Linked DNA regions of Triticum aestivum: region 2 is linked to region 1. The links are chromatin contacts, called in public Hi-C maps. All regions are on one chromosome and are shown on one strand. The core of a region is the stretch at or near the end of the contact, and the rest is flanking DNA. Distances in the headings are between cores, read along the strand shown. Region 1 holds the start of LOC123139286 (calmodulin calcium-dependent NAD kinase). Region 2 has its middle 6.8 kb from the start of TRNAM-CAU.

Region 1 (7,734 bases), core at 3,267-5,766:
GGCGACGCCACGAGGTCCTGCCACGCCGACGGCGACGGCTGGCCGTCCGGGTAGAGCTCGTCCACGCAGTTGGCCTCGTCGTTCAGGCCGCTCACCCGCTCCAGGCACCCGATCTCCTCCGGGTCCACCAGCAGGTTGCTCTCGCCGTCCTTCCACCCTATCAACTGCTATGCCATGTGGAACAACACTCCATAGGTTCAACAAACATGATACTCCAGCTCCAGGAGCGGATTGTTCATTGTTGGCTTCGAACAGAGTGGTGGCTCCTTACCTTTGGGGCACCCATGGAGTTGGTGCTGTAGAGCCTCGCGTTGTCGACGACGCCGCAGTATCCACGGAATGCGGTGGCGAATCGCTTGTGCGACTGCAGCTGGGACTTGACCCTCACCGCTCTCCCCGTGATCACCGCTCTCCTGCCAATGCCAGACTTTTAGATGCAATGCTTCTGTGTTTCCATTCAAGTATGAGCAGAAATCTTCCCCTCTGTTGGGTGAGATGCTCAGTGCTTGAAGCCAAGTAGTTCGCCAAATGGCAATAGCGCGAGATACTAGCTAATTCTGGCATGTACTAACCACGACACTTATTATGGATCGAAGGGAGTAGGAGATTCACCTGATTCCTCTCACAACAGCGAGGTAGGCATCACAGACGACACCGACGAGCTCGATGCGGTAGGGCTTCCTCGATCTCATCTCGCTCTCTTCGTCAGTACTGCGGGCCTCAACCGGCTCCCAGTAATCCTCCGTGATCGACCCATCTTCAGTGACCTTGTAGCCGACGCCCATGCGGTACCGCTGCCGGTGCACTGCCCTTGCCATGGCTACCGTTTGCTGGAAAAATGGCTCCCACGACAGCGTGCCGTCCATGATCACGTCCCTCCCTTCGTTCAGGGCGGTCACCAGGAGCGACGAGGCCGCGTCCATCGATGACTGGTGCACCTGTAACGACGTTGTGAATCACGATATAAGATGTGCATAATGATTCATCAGCTAATTCAGTTTGGATAAATTGCTTGTTTCAGTATAATTGAAATGATGGGTGTCAGGGTTTCCTTCAGGTTGGTTTCTGATAGCGCTTCTCATTATTAGAAGTATGAACCAGTAAAATATGCAACCTTGTTCATTTTGATCAGTCAATTAATCGGTATATATTGTGCTAGTCACATAGTAGAACATACCAGCTCTGCCGTCTGCAACATGTCGTTGTGGTGACCTCTTGAGCTGATTGCTCGATATATGACATCGGTTTCCTTGAATGCATCTGCCTCCACCACCACTGCATTTGCTGCTGCTCCAGACCAAAATGATCTACAAATAATAGGCTGATCAGCTTATAGACACAAAGTCTTCTATTTAGCTGCTCTACTTGCTTTCAGTTTGAACAGCTCGGCATTTCTCATCCGTTTACTCTGCTTTTTCTGTGTGCAATGCGTGCAGATTGCCAGAAGAAATTAACAGTGAGCAACAAGTACAGAATTGATCAACTTACTCCTTTAGTATATCTTTAAGTACAGTGCTCTTGCCAGCTCCCATTCCGCCACCCATCAGGAGCAGGACTGGGCTGCGATCACAATGTGCTACTGGGACCATCACATCGCTGCACTGTGCCGGACCTTGGGGAGATAGTCCTATGGCCTTCAGCTCTTCCACCAGTGTGGAGAATAGCCTAGTTACCTTTAAGTTTCTTGTGACCCTTTCGAATCTCTGACTCCTGTGTTTAGAGGAGAATCAGATACTAGACTTCAGTTTTGGTGTCAGATGAACAGAGATCATTAGCTGTAATTATATCTCATACTTATGACTGAACCAGATTAGAGTTTATGTATTCTTTTTGAGAAGAAAATACCATCTCAGATCTAAGTTGTAAACATATGCTCGAACTAAACTCCTCTGCTTAGGAAGTTAGGGAGGTACATGATGCATAAAGGAACTTGTTAAGCATACGGTTCTTGTAGTTGTATTTTTTGTATATTTTTCACACTTTTTATGGATTAATTCAATTATAGTTCTCCTATGCAGACATATTTCGCTTTAGAAACGGACAGATACACACTGGAATTATTGTACCCCACTGGCAGTGAATTAATTGCTTTCAAGATTAATAATAAGAAACGCAGACACAAACTGGACCGGGCAATTTAGCAATGCACTCATTCAAAGAGACATTTCCAGGAAAGTGTCATGACAAACCAACATGTGGTTGTGGGAGTAATTTAAAACCTTGGCACATGGGCACCATCTCAATCTCATCACTCCTGACCTCAAAAGATGCAGTTTCTGCTACAGAGCCCACGCTGAGCTCTGAAGTTGATCCAGTGCCAGGTTGACTTATTTATTACTTGGTCAGATGAAAGTAGAAGTCAACTGTGTGAATAATTCAAGGACGAAATCCAGCACGCTGATAAAGAAGAACTTATCAAACCACACACAAGAGCGGCATACCAAGTACTACATACACTAAGATGATGCAAGCTAAAAATAATGGGCGAAACAAAGCAAAGAATAGACAACCACGACGCATCGACAGGCTCTACTGCAATGACGCGTGCCGCCTAAAGAATGGATAATCAATCACCTGGTGGCCTCCAATACCATGTTCCGGAGCTTTCTTTTGGGCGCGCCTTCCACTGTCAGAACCTGTGGAGATCACACTGTATCAAATCAATATACAAAATATCAGTGGAAGAACATGCATCGTTCGCAAGGAAGAAAGAACGGAAGGTCGATTTCTCCTTAATTTTTACCTGGGTGATCATGTAGGTGGAGCATTTCCAGTGGAAGGAGAAGTAGCCGAGTATGCACTTGTCGAGCTCCTCGATGAAGTTGACGATGAGGGACCCCGGGTCGGCGGTGTTGTGGAAGAAGGCGAATATGTTCTCCTCGTAGCCCTTGTTCTTGCGCAGGTAGTCGTAGGCCAGCGTGCACAGGTGCGGGCACTCGCTGGCTTGGTCGAACCCGATTTGCCTGGCTGGAGAAAAATGTCACAGATTTTTGTCAGGCAGGAAGGTTCAGGGGAAGCAGCGTGGCTCCAAAACCGCATTATTGTCATAGGATTGTGCACAGCAGCTAGAGCCAGAAGGAAGGAACATGCCGTGCGTCTGGATCTTTGATGGCGACGTGGGTTTTACTAGTTTATTGTGAAAGAAGGGTGGGAAATGATAGCGATGTGCGTGCATCCGGCAGAGTCACAGAAACATTATCTAATGTACAGTTTTCTTGTGTATGGTATGGGCAAGTTGGGTGTCTAGTTAAATGTCCACCATGAGCAAGCAGACCCGGTACTAATTTTGATTAACAAATCGAGAGGGGATGCTTGTGCAGCTGGGATTCCCTATTTCTTGGATTGGGATCCGGTGGGGCAAGTTATAAACGGGCGAGCCCCGGGAATCTGAGGCGGTTCGCCTGATGAAATGGATCGCACGAACAAATTCACAGGTGCAAAACGAAGCAGTACTACTACTAGTACAAGATGAATGAAAGATGAGCATACAAACAGCACAGACGAACAGAAACGGCGTCCAGATTACTCGAGGAACTGAAACTGGGCGAGGAAGAAGGGCAGCTTACGATGGCAGGCTAGCAGCGGGAGCTAAAGCTGAGGGCGGGGGAGGGGAGGAGCGCACGCACGCACGTACCGACGTAATGGGAGAAGCGCTCGAGCTCCTCGACGCGGCTGGCGCTGGAGACGGCCAGGCGCGGCACCAGCGCCGCCGCGGGGCCGTCGTCCCTCATGCCGCCTCCTTCCGCCCCCCCCTACTTCCGGCAGTTGAAGGCGAGTGGAGACGAGAAATGCGGTGGGGTAGTGGGATCAGGCGACGAGGGAGGAAGAGGAAGGAGGGTGCGGCGTGGATTTGTTTATACGGAGCGGGAGCGGGAGCGGGTCGTCGATGCTTCTGGACAACCCACCCGAGGGTGGGTCGGAAATCCTGGAGCCCCCCGGGGGGCCGGGGACAGGCGGTACAGTGGCGTGCCCCTAGCTACGGAGCGGAGCGGACGGAATGCGCGGCCGGGGCGGCGGCGATGGCGACGGCCAGGGCCCGGGTTTCGCCGGGTGGGAAGCAGTCTGCACTGCACTCGGCGGCCGCGGCGTGCAAGGGAGGAAGGAAGGCCTGGCTCTGGCTGTGTGTATATGTATGGACGGTACGGTACGTTCCGCGGCCTCGCGACGGCGCGCGTACGGCGTAGAGGAGAGGAGCGCGCGGTGGTGGTTGGTGGTGGTGTGCAGGGTGAGGGGCCGTTGGTGGCTGGCGAGAGAAAGAAAGAAAGAAAGCGTACGGGTGAAATGATCGGGCGCGGGCAGTTTTGACTTTGCTGCCCACCGCCCAGACCAGATTTGTTAGTGCATTTCTTTCTACACCTCGAATCCAACTGCAAGGGCCAGCAGCCATGTGCGGGTTCCCGGCGACGTCTTCCGATCTTCTCGGCCCGCGTCCCCCGTCGCGTCAACAATGCACGCCTTCCTTGACTCGTCTGATCGTCTCGCGCCATGGAAACGAACCTGGTGGTAGGCGGGCGCCGAATGACCCGACCAACCAAAAGCGTTCCATCCTGGCCGGCTTCTTTTGTTGGCCCCTGCTACGTACTGTAGTAGGCACTAGGCAGCGACCGTCGACCGACGCACAAATCCCAACATTTTCGACGATTGAAGGGACCGAGGAAAGGTTAGAACGGCGCCTGATGACGCGTTCACTCCAGTCAGTCAGTCAGTCAGGCACTCAACTGCAAGCTTTTAAAGCAGACGACGAGAGCGCTTTACGGAAATGTAAACTGTATCCCTTTTCTTTTCTCCCCTTTTTTAAAGCTAAAGGTTTCAAATTACATGCCCATGGCGGCACAAGCATCTGTTACAACAAGCATTATTTCCTTCGACTGTAAGACTGACTGTATACAGGCATATATCATCCCATCGCATCACCAGCGCCCGTTGTTGGCCTGGCGCCGATACGCGGCCGCGGCAGAGCCCACACCGTTCACCCCGCTCGCCAGGTTGCTGCTGTAGTCCCCCATCTGGTGGTGGTGCTGCGGGAACCCGTTTGTGCTCAGCGATCCGAGATTCATCGATGACGGATTCACAGGGCTATGCCCGCCATACAGCCATGGCTTTGATGTGCTCATGTCGGACAGGCCACCATTGGTGCCGTATGTGTCCAGCGAGGAGAACTGCATCTCCCTCGCCCCCTGGAGAGGGCTCATGTCATAGGCCCTCGAGAACCCATCATCGTAGTACCGGTCCGTGGAATTGAACCGACCGGGACTGCTGACAGAAGCCATCATCTCAGGATCTGCCAGGCTGCCTCTGCTAAACCGCCCAGGACTGCCCACAGAAGACATCTCAGAATCTACCAAGTTTCCTCTGCTAAACCGCCTGGAACTACTGACAGAGGCCATATCCAAATCTGCCAAGCTGCCTCTGCTAAACCGCCCTGGACTGCTAACAGAAGCCATTTCTGAATCTGCTATGTTGCCTCTCAGCGAAAATGGCAGACCATAGGCATGGTAATCATGGCGCATAGGCTCGGCCTTACTGCCATTGGTCTGTCCCTCGTCGAGCAAATCATTGATGATGTCAAGGTGCTGATATTCTTCAGCCACGGGCGCCTGTGGCTGCTGCATGACAAAACTGACAGGAGTCTGTCTAGGTGGTTGCAATCCTCCAAACCTGCTGAAGTTTTCTGTTTCAGTACCGCGTGTCTGCTGATAAGCATCATCTTTCCAAGTTTGTTGATACGCATGACCATTTGTCGTCCGTTGGTAAGGGGAATCGTCCCTCCAGAGATGATTGTTGATGCTACTATCACCTTTCCATGGTTGCCAACTATCAAGTGTATCTGAATTCCCCAACCCAGATTTAAATCCATGCCTAGCTGACAACAACTGATCGTTCCTCCCAGCAGGAGGCATCATTAGTGACGCAGTTGATGCATATGTTGATAGCGGCTGCGAAAGTGCAGTACCTTGTCCCAGAGTAGTTGACTGATATGAAAGAATTGAAGAGGATGTACCCAGACCAGGCTTACCAAGGATGGCATTACGGTAGGTCTGTGGAACATACGCTGGGGCAGAAGGGGAAGGATCATTTCCTGATCTTCCAGCTGCTTCACTCGCTGAGCGCGGAAGCAATGTAGAAACTTGAACTTGTGGAGTAGCTGGTACAGTTGTTCTTGGTGTAGGGAATACAGGGGCACTTGAAGGCCTTGATGTTGTGACAGCAACCTCAGAAACTCTGGTGGATGTAACCTTTATAGGAGTAGTCTCTTCCCGAGCTTCTGAATAAGTGGTGGAAGAAGTTTGTGGCGATGCGGAGGGAAGTGGAGCAGCTTTATCAACTTGTGGTAGTCTTGGGGGGGCTGGTATGGATTTATCAACTTGCAGTGATCTTGAAGGAGTGCCAGCATCCTTAGCAGATGGTAGTGTTATGGGTACAACTACAGAAGATTTACCAGCTGATGGAGATTTTAGAGGTACCAGATTAGCTTTATCAGTCGCTGGAGATTTCAGAGGAACCACAGCAGCTTTAGCAGCTGGTGGAGATTTCGGAGGAACTGAAGTAGCTTTATCAGTCAGTGGAGATTTTGGAGTGACTGGAATAGCTTTATCAGTTGGCGGAGATTTTGTAGGAACTGGAGTAGCTTTATGAGTTGGCGGAGATTTTGGAGGAACTGGAGTAGCTTTTTCAGCTGGTGGGGATTTCGGACGAACTGGTGTAGCTTTATCAGTTGGAGGCGATTTGGGGGGAACTGGAGCAGCTCTATTGATTCGTGGCGATCTTGAAGGAAGAGGAACATCTTTATCTGTATCAGTTGGAGTTGATTTTGAGCTATTCGGAGCTGCTCCAATTGGTTGCGCTGTCAAACTTGATCCATGATCTTTGTTTGAAACTGGATCAACCTTTGTTCTGGTAGGGGCCTTAACAGGCACAGCTTCAGTACTCGTGGTGGCTGGCATGCCTGAAACAGCTTCTTCTGGCACACCATTGGCCAGAGGGACCTCCTTATTGGCTGTTCCATTGGCTTTTACATCGTTCGTAAGTTCAGGGGAATGTTCCGGGCTCTTCAGAACATCAGGTGGCTTCTCCGTAGAACTGGATGAGGATGATCCATTTGTCTTTGTTTGAGATTCCATTGCTTCAAAGTGGGCTTTGAAAAGTTTTCTCCCCTCAATGTTTTTCTGAAATATACATAGAGAAAGATAGGTTACAGAAATGAATTGGTTGAAGCTACGAAGCAGGAAGACAAGATCCAGGCAGTGCATCTGCTACGAGTGACTACTGTACATACATTTATCTGTATTGTATGCACTTGAGAAAAGGTTTTTCCTTTCCTGTAAGGAAAAAAGGACATATCGTATTTTCCAACCAGACACTACCATGCGGGGTGGTGATCGGGGATAGAAAAATAAACCAGAATCTTGTTTCTACCATAGGTCGTAGATACCTTACCTTGTCCACTTGACAAACAAAAAAGCATGTAATAAGTGCATGGACATTGTCGACCAGAACAGCACAGCACAGAACTTAGGAACAAGTCTACCTTAACAGTGTTGATGTGAGATATGAACACATGAATTTATCCAGACTGAATCAGTACTCAAATGAATAGAAGATGCATCGTTAACCATTTCAAAATTAATTGCAAACCATCTAATGCTAGATATTATAAAAGTACATAAGAGTAATGGGAAACATATATTCCATATCTATCAAGTTTAAAACCAATTCTTATAATTCAGATCCTTC
Region 2 (7,734 bases), core at 2,546-5,045, 320 kb after region 1:
ATCTCATTATGATGATGCATTACCGAGTGGGCCCAGAGATACCTCTGCGTAATACGGAGTAACAAATCCCAGTCTCGATTCGTGCCAACCCAACAGACACTTTCGGAGATACCTGTAGTGCACCTTTATAGCCACCCAGTTACGTTGTGACGTTTGGTACACCCAAAGTACTCCTACGGTATCAGGGAGTTACACAATCTCATGGTCTAAGGAAATGATACTTGACATTAGAAAAGCTTTAGCAAACGAACTACACGATCTTGTACTATGCTTAGGATTGGGTCTTGTCCATCACATCATTCTCCTAATGATGTGATCCCGTTATCAATGACATCCAATGTCCATGGTCAGGAAACCATAACCATCTATTGATCAACGAGCTAGTCAACTAGAGGCTCACTAGGGACATGTTGTGGTCTATGTATTCACACATGTATTACGGTTTCCAGTTAATACAATTATAGCATGAACAATAGACAATTATCATGAACAAGGAAATATAATAATAACCATTTTATTATTGCCTCTATGGCATATTTCCAACATGACCTTGGGTAGGGCGTATAGGTCGGACCTATGACCCTACCCTAGGTTCATGGCATCGACATATACCTTGCAGTACTTTGGAATGAATGCTTTCAACTCCCACTCTTTTATTACATGTGTGAATTCCAACATATGTTTTCACCACAAAACTCTAATCCCCACTGTCAGGAGCTGCAAATAGATACCACAGGCAATTTTCCTCACAGTGTGCCTTGATCCTTTGCTTATCATTCTTGGCATACTTCATAGCACCATTATTCTGGATACTATACTCTTGGATTGCTTTGAGATCAACAGTTGTAGGGAACACTATCCCTATCTCAAATGTGGGAGCAATCATGTCCTTTGGTTTGAATGCCCTAAGCTTTACATTCTTATTTTTCTTCTTTTTTCCTTTCTCCGAAACCACTTCATGATCTGACTCTTCTTCCTCATTTTCTAAAGCCGGGAGTTGAAGATCATCAGAATCATAGTCAGAAATCAATGTCATGCTCTTTTGCCTTCTTTTTTTTGCTTTATTATCTTGAGGCTCCTCATCGACCCACTCTAGAAACAAATCATCATAATCTTTGTCGATGTCATTGTCTCAATCAACCTGATCTGCATAGTCACTATCATCATTGTCATCGGGCACTTTCTTTGTCCTCTGCAATTGGTACTCTTTTACATCACCTTCCTTTTTGTCCAATATTATTGCATGTTCTACCACTATAGCCCCAGTCCATACATTAAGTTGCCTTTTGCTACCATTGTCTTCAACCTAGGACCCCTCATGGAATTCTGTGCAGAAATCATTGGTTTTTGAAGGCTCAAACTTTTGTTAGTGATGGTGAGCCTATAATGCAAACATAATCAAAATGAAGATCATTGTACAGGTCAACTTGGTGCACATACAACTTAAAAAATTGGAACTTGGGCCCTACTACAGCCATACTAAGACAATCTTCATCCATGTCCATGATACTCAAACCAACATCCAGGTTCATGCTAGGAAGAAACCAAATTTGGGCTTTACATGTATCATGTCCAAGTTCTTCTAAGAAACTCTTCAACCATAGTGTAGACCAGGTGTCTACTTCACATTGATCAAATGTGTCGGTCGATCCATAAACATAAGATTGTTCATCCCTTGGCCACAAAAAATAATTCCCGATGGTGAATCTCTACTAAGAATGGCTCCTCAAGTGGTCCTAGCACAAAAAGATTTCAAAGTGAACATCATCAACTCCCACACAATCATCGCCCCCTTGTTTAGAGCGAACGAATAGAGAAATGGGATTGAGGGTTAGGGTTCGCACCATACTCCGACGCGAGGTCACCATGCTGCCGTCAAGATGGGGCCATCATGATGGACGCCCCCTCGATGAGGAGCGTGCTGCCCTTCCCGCCTTCTAGGTCTACTCGGTGCCGCTGCCGGATCAATGGCCAGACCAACATTCTGAGGAGCGCAGTTGGCCGCCGGACATGGCCAGGGCGGAGCCAGGCAAGCGGGGAGCGGCACTGGGCGAGCTCTATTTAGATTAGGTTTCACGTTGCATGTAATAATATGGATTTGAGGTATCCGGATGTGAAATGTATTTTTGAGGCATGCCCGGCCACTGTCTCTTGACCCGCTCGGACGCGTCCGCGGACGTTTGGGAGGTTGGATTTGGCAAGTCCGGCTGGACATGCTCTCACCCCACCGGCTGAAGATGCTCTCACCCCACCTTTTTTTAGGGAAGGCCATCATGGCTAGCTTTATTGATTAATGCATAACGATACATCATCTACGAGCTTGCTCATCAGACAATCTAGAGGCTCGTCAGTCCAACTAGAAGAAAGTTTATTACAATAACAAAAATTAGCTAGCACATGTGCTGCTTGATTTGCTGATCGAAAACAATGCTTAAAGTTGACCTTCCCAATTAAGGTAGAGATGTCCACACATTCCGCGAATATCGCTGCCGCCGCATCCCACCAAGTACTCTGACCGGAGTAGCAGTTGATCACCGTTAGAGAGTCGGATTCCGCTTCAACTCATTGGAACCCTAGGCTATTTGCCAAGTCCAGTCCGTCTCTCAACGCCATTGCCTCTGATGTCATTGCATCCGCTGCATATGTCATTGCCTCTGATGTCATTGCTCTCACCCCACCTAAAAGAAAGGACCATCGTCATGATGAAACGCTCAGTGGCAACTTGGGTCGCCACATGTACATCTGAATCATGAGATTCACTCGAGCAACTCTGAACCTGGTCTCTCTCTCTCTCTCTCTCTCTCTCTCTCTCTGCTGCGTTTGCTGCTGGGTACCAATACCAAATCCTCACGGTCTCCGCCGCCGCCGCCGCCACCGCCACCGCCACCACAGCAGCCATGCCTCCGCCGTAACTGCCGCGCCCTCCACCCTCCCTCCTCCTCTGCCGCTCCCAGACTCCATCTCCTCTCTGCTGACTCCCCAGCTTCACCCCACCCCCTCTGCCCGTCCCGCCCAAGCGGCGGCACCTCTCCGTCGCACAGCTCGCCAACCCGCTCTCCGCCGCAGGTTTCCTTATCTATTCATTCCCCCTTCAATAACGTGTGCCGGCCGTGCGTTGTTATGACGGCCACAATATGACGACATTAAACAAATAGGGAGGAGCTGGAGCTCTGACATTATAATTTCTTGCAATATGACGGGATTTGATGTCAGTTACTTCAGATCTATGCCAGGGTTGAACGGCGACGACCAGTGGCGAAGCCAAAAGAAATAGATCAGGAGGGTTGAGTGTTATTGTAATAGACTCGGGAGGGCCAAAGCATAGGAAAATTAGTCTTTTAGTACCAAAAATTTACTAATTATGTGCTGTCCATCAGTAAATTAGGAGCATATTCCTGATGTTAGGAGGGGCCAGGGCCTTGTTGGTCCCCTCTTATCCTTAGGGACACGTGCACAAAAGACTTTTCCGTTGTCGTCGACAAGGTCAAACCGGCTTTAGTATGGGAGTAGCAACAGTACACGCCGTCGACTTGTTCGGATGGTAGTAGTGGTCGTCCGGTAGTCCTGGATTCTCGATGTATTTTTTATCATGTTTGAGATGGTGTGTACTTTTGATGAACTTTTATAAAAATAAACCAGATCTTCTCTGAAACAAGTTAATATATGGTGTTTTTTAATAAACAAACAAAAAGAAAATCCTTCTAGTATGTGGACAAGAAATACATCCCGCGTGGACATGCCGTGGCCGTCACCCGCACAGTAACCACCGTAAGAAACGAACAAGAGAGGTTCGTTTCGCTTTGAACACAACAAGTGGTTGAGCCGCAGTTGGCTAGCGCGTATAGGTCTCATTGCTGAGGTCGAGAGTTCGATACCATCGTCGTGATGAAAAACGCTCAGTGGCAACTTGGGTCGCCACATGTACATCTGAAACATCAGATTGACTCGAGCAACTCTGAACCTGGTCTCTCTCTCTTATTTTTTTGCTGCGTCTGCTGCTGGGTACCAATACCAATCCTCACGGTCTCCGCCGCCGCCACCACCACCGCAGCAGCCATGCCTCCGCCGTCACTGCTGCGCCCTCCGCTCTCGCTCCTCCTCCGCCGCTCCCATACTCCGTCTCCTCTCCGACGAATCCCCAGCTTCACTCCATCCCATCTGCCCGTCCCGCCCAAGCGGCGGCACCTCTCCGCCGCCGCCGCGCAGCTCGCCGACCCGCTCTCCGCCGGAGGTTCGCATTATCTATTTATTTTCCCCCTTCAATAACGCGTGCCGGCCGCGCGATGTCGTGACCGGGATTGGTTGCAGGGGCGGACGAGGCGGTGGCGGGCTTCGTCACCGGCAAGCGCAAGGCCACCGAGGTAGCCCACGCGTAGGCACTCTGCTTCCTTCCCGTTGCTGAAACTAAACGCAGTTTTTCGCCCAACCTGAGTCGCCTTCTAGCAGCAGGGCAGGGCAGCATTCTCGTTCCTAACTGTTGTTACGCTGTTACCTGATTATTAGGGTGTGGAGGAGCATCGTTCAGAAAGGAGACACGGTGGTCGATGCCACCTGTGGGAACGGAAATGATACGTTTGCTCTGCTTAAGATGGTGTCCGATGAAACTGGGCGAGGGGCGTGTTTATGGGATGGACATCCAAGATTCCGCGATCGATAGCACCTCCTCTTTTCTGAAAATGGCCGTCGACAGTCGCGAGGTATGTGCATTTCAGCATTTGAAGCAACTTAGCATTGTTGTTGGTCTGTTTGAGGACTATACACAATGTGGCTTCTCTTATGAGTTTCCTTTGAGAAAGAATCAAAGAAGAGACGAAACATAAAACAGTGTATATGATTATTATTTTGTAGCATACTCACATAAATACACTAGTATTCTTGGTCTAAGTGTTTTCAGTGTGATATTTTTCCACCTGGACCTTACAATTTGGAAGAAGAACTAAAAAAAGGCTCACTGCGATATTCTCATGAGAGATGAAGCCTCAGTTTTGTGTCATGTGCTGGCTCAACTCTATATTTTTTTCCATCAGATGGAGCTAGTCAAGTTGTTTACAAAATGTCACAGTAGAATGGAGGAAATTGTTCCAAAAGATTCTCCTGTCAGGTGATTAAATTCTTTTACTTCATTCGTTTTAATTATATGATTCCATTATTGCTGAAATTGGCGGTTCAAGTAACTATGATCTTGAGCATGTACTTTTAGGCTTGTAGCATTCAATCTGGGCTACCTTCCAGGAGGAGATAAAACAATTATCACAGTACCTGAGACAACTGAGCTGGCACTGCAAGCTGCCAGCAGAATTGTTAGCTCAGGGGGACTCATAAGTGTCCTTGTCTACATTGGGCATCTGGGTGGAAGGTAAAAATCATTTCGCAACTGCTAATATTATATCAGTGATTGCTAGTTTGTTAGGTTTTTAAGTAATTACTGATTGCCAGTGTAGTGTGGCCTGCACCTGAAATAGATGGCCGAGGCCAGTTAGTAGACGAGAAGAAAGGTATAGCCTTAATCGGCGGCTACCTTGCCAGCTGGTTTAGTAAATCGATGCGACCATCACGGAAGGTGCGCGATTCCTTGCATCCCAAATCTTCCATGGGGCGTCGATGAGTGCGGCATGCCACACTGTTGCTGTTAGAGGTATATAGGCGGTTGCACCTCCCAAATAGTATTGATATCCTGTTGATGTAGATCGATACCTTAGGCCTTGCCAAATCCGTGTGGCAAAGGGGGGTAGTGGAGGAATAGGTGCGCAGTTGGCATCTCAGGCAGGAGCTTGAGTCCACAATGTGCTTGTGGTGGAGGTTTAGCTTGGTGTTGAGGCGATTGCAGAATAGTAGCCAGCCAAAGTCCTTGACTTTGTTCGGCACATTGCTTTCGCAAATTGAGGCGGCGTTTGGATCTATGGCCTCCTCATGCATGAGGAGGTTGTAGGCATGCTTGAGGAAGCATTTGTCATTACCAAGCTCAAACTGGAAGTCCTGCATGTTGGAACGCATCCTCAGGAGTAGCTACACCCACATGCACACGATCTGTTGCACGTTCTACTGCACACGATCTGCACCTTAGTCTGTAGGCTGTTAGCTAGAGTTTAGCCAAGGTTGTTGTTAGTGGTTAATGGCATGCATGCCTTGTTGTATATGTACGCTGTCAACGGATGAATAAAACTGTCAATTCTTCCAATCGCTTTCTACACTGCAACAAAGACAAGAGCGACTGCAATTCGAGGGAGGCCACATTAATTAGGTGATTCCTCACATTAGATATAGACTGTCAGACATGCTGAGGATACCCAAATATTAGGCTCAGTTGAGTGAGAGAAAATATTTGGAAAAGCGGCAGCTACCGGTAGTTGATGACGCCAAGTATCTAGCCAGAAGAAGGTGGATCGGCCATCCTTCATCATGATGATGGAAATTTTTCGTAGTGTAGGTATTTGGTGGTTAATAATATTTGACTATAGACTTGCTTGTAACTTGACATCAGAATCTTGTTGTTTAATATCAAACTCCAATCAACTATCATTTAAGACTGAATCCATTTATCTTCTTCACTTTCTTATCTGCAGGGATGAACTCGATATTGTTGAATCATTTGCGTCAAGCTTGTTGTTTAACTTTATACTTCTATCATATACATGTAAGACTGAATCCATTTATCACCTTCCTCACTTTCTTATCTGTAGGGATGAACTCGATATTGTTGAATCATTTGCGTCAAGCTTGCCTGCTGATACATGGGTGAGCTGCAAGTTTGAAATGATCAACAGGCCAGTTGCTCCAGTACTAGTTCTTCTGCACAAGAAATGATTGCAGTTCCAGTGAAGCTCTAAAAGTTTGAGACTCCCTGTTCCGGTTCGTGATGAATGAAATGCCTTAACGGATACTGCGATCCTGAATTTCGGATTATGGTTATGAGTTACGAGAAAGAAATTATGTAAATGCTACAGTTAGCTGTTTATTTTTTATCTTTGCAACAGTTAGCTGTAACCGAATGATTAAGGTGTTTTGGTGATTGCTCCCAAGTATTACTCCACCAAAATATCGACACTAAGGTGTTCATGTGTAACGACCCTTGAAGCAATGTCTCTCAAGTTTTGCATTGTTGTGTAACTGTATGTCAGTGTCCTAAATATTGACATGCCGTAGACCTGCAGTCCTTGGAAACATGATCATTGGCGTGACTGATAAAACTGATTGTTGGCTTGGACCATGTGCAAATCGCTGAACCAAGAGCTAGAATGATCATGTTGGTAGAATGGCACTGCGCTCGTGTTCTTCTTTTATCTATCTGTGTATTGTTCTATTATTAATACCTTAGATTTGAATAAATCCAAGCAGGTATTTGCGTACAGAATTTACAGAACTTGATCCCCATCCGTGTGGTTAAATTGAACTTTGACTCCAATACGAACAAGTCCATCTCAAATTCACCGTGCGCCAAACAGAACTGAAAAATTATGCATGTTGCTTTTTAAGTGGATGATCGGAAGAAGTATTAAAACGAAGTAGCTCTTGGCCTTGGAAGGGAACTGCTATATGTCAGGAAACATGAGCAGTAAGGAAATTATCCTCAGATCTGTATATGTGTCAGCATAAAAATCAATACAGGAGCTATACATGATCTGTGTATGTGAGTAATCATGGGAACGATGGTTTGCATGGTCCCTTCTGTATCAAGTATGTTTGTTGCGGTGGTAAAATAACAAGTAGGGTGGTGGCGCAGTTGGCTAGCTGAGT

Evidence for each region. Hi-C and Micro-C count contacts between places; a contact is called where the count stands out from the background.
Region 2: a Hi-C map of leaf shows a contact between it and region 1, with 4 times the contacts expected there. The contact joins the enhancer-like site here to the promoter of LOC123139286 in region 1. A contact is called at or near these places in 2 of 5 Hi-C or Micro-C datasets (both in leaf).

What each region holds. Positions count from the first base shown.
Region 1 is chr1B:573,631,834-573,639,567 of IWGSC CS RefSeq v2.1, forward strand. LOC123139286 (calmodulin calcium-dependent NAD kinase) reads right to left here and starts at 4,517. Exons shown (of 8, transcript XM_044559087.1): 1 at 3,635-4,517; 2 at 2,744-2,967; 3 at 2,575-2,636; 4 at 1,489-1,710; 5 at 1,178-1,307; 6 at 613-938; 7 at 272-413; 8 at 1-164. The coding sequence starts at 3,731. It overlaps LOC123139258 (TNF receptor-associated factor homolog 1b), which reads right to left. Exons shown (of 13, transcript XM_044559076.1): 13 at 4,757-7,166. The coding sequence ends at 4,911.
Region 2 is chr1B:573,950,691-573,958,424 of IWGSC CS RefSeq v2.1, forward strand. It overlaps the pseudogene LOC123139315. Among protein-coding and RNA genes, the nearest start is that of TRNAM-CAU, 6.8 kb to the right of the region's middle. Within about 2 kb of position 3,796, at least 8 of the 8 cell types and tissues checked have an H3K27ac peak or open chromatin away from gene starts, as enhancers often do. A contact at or near this core is called in leaf, where this site is marked.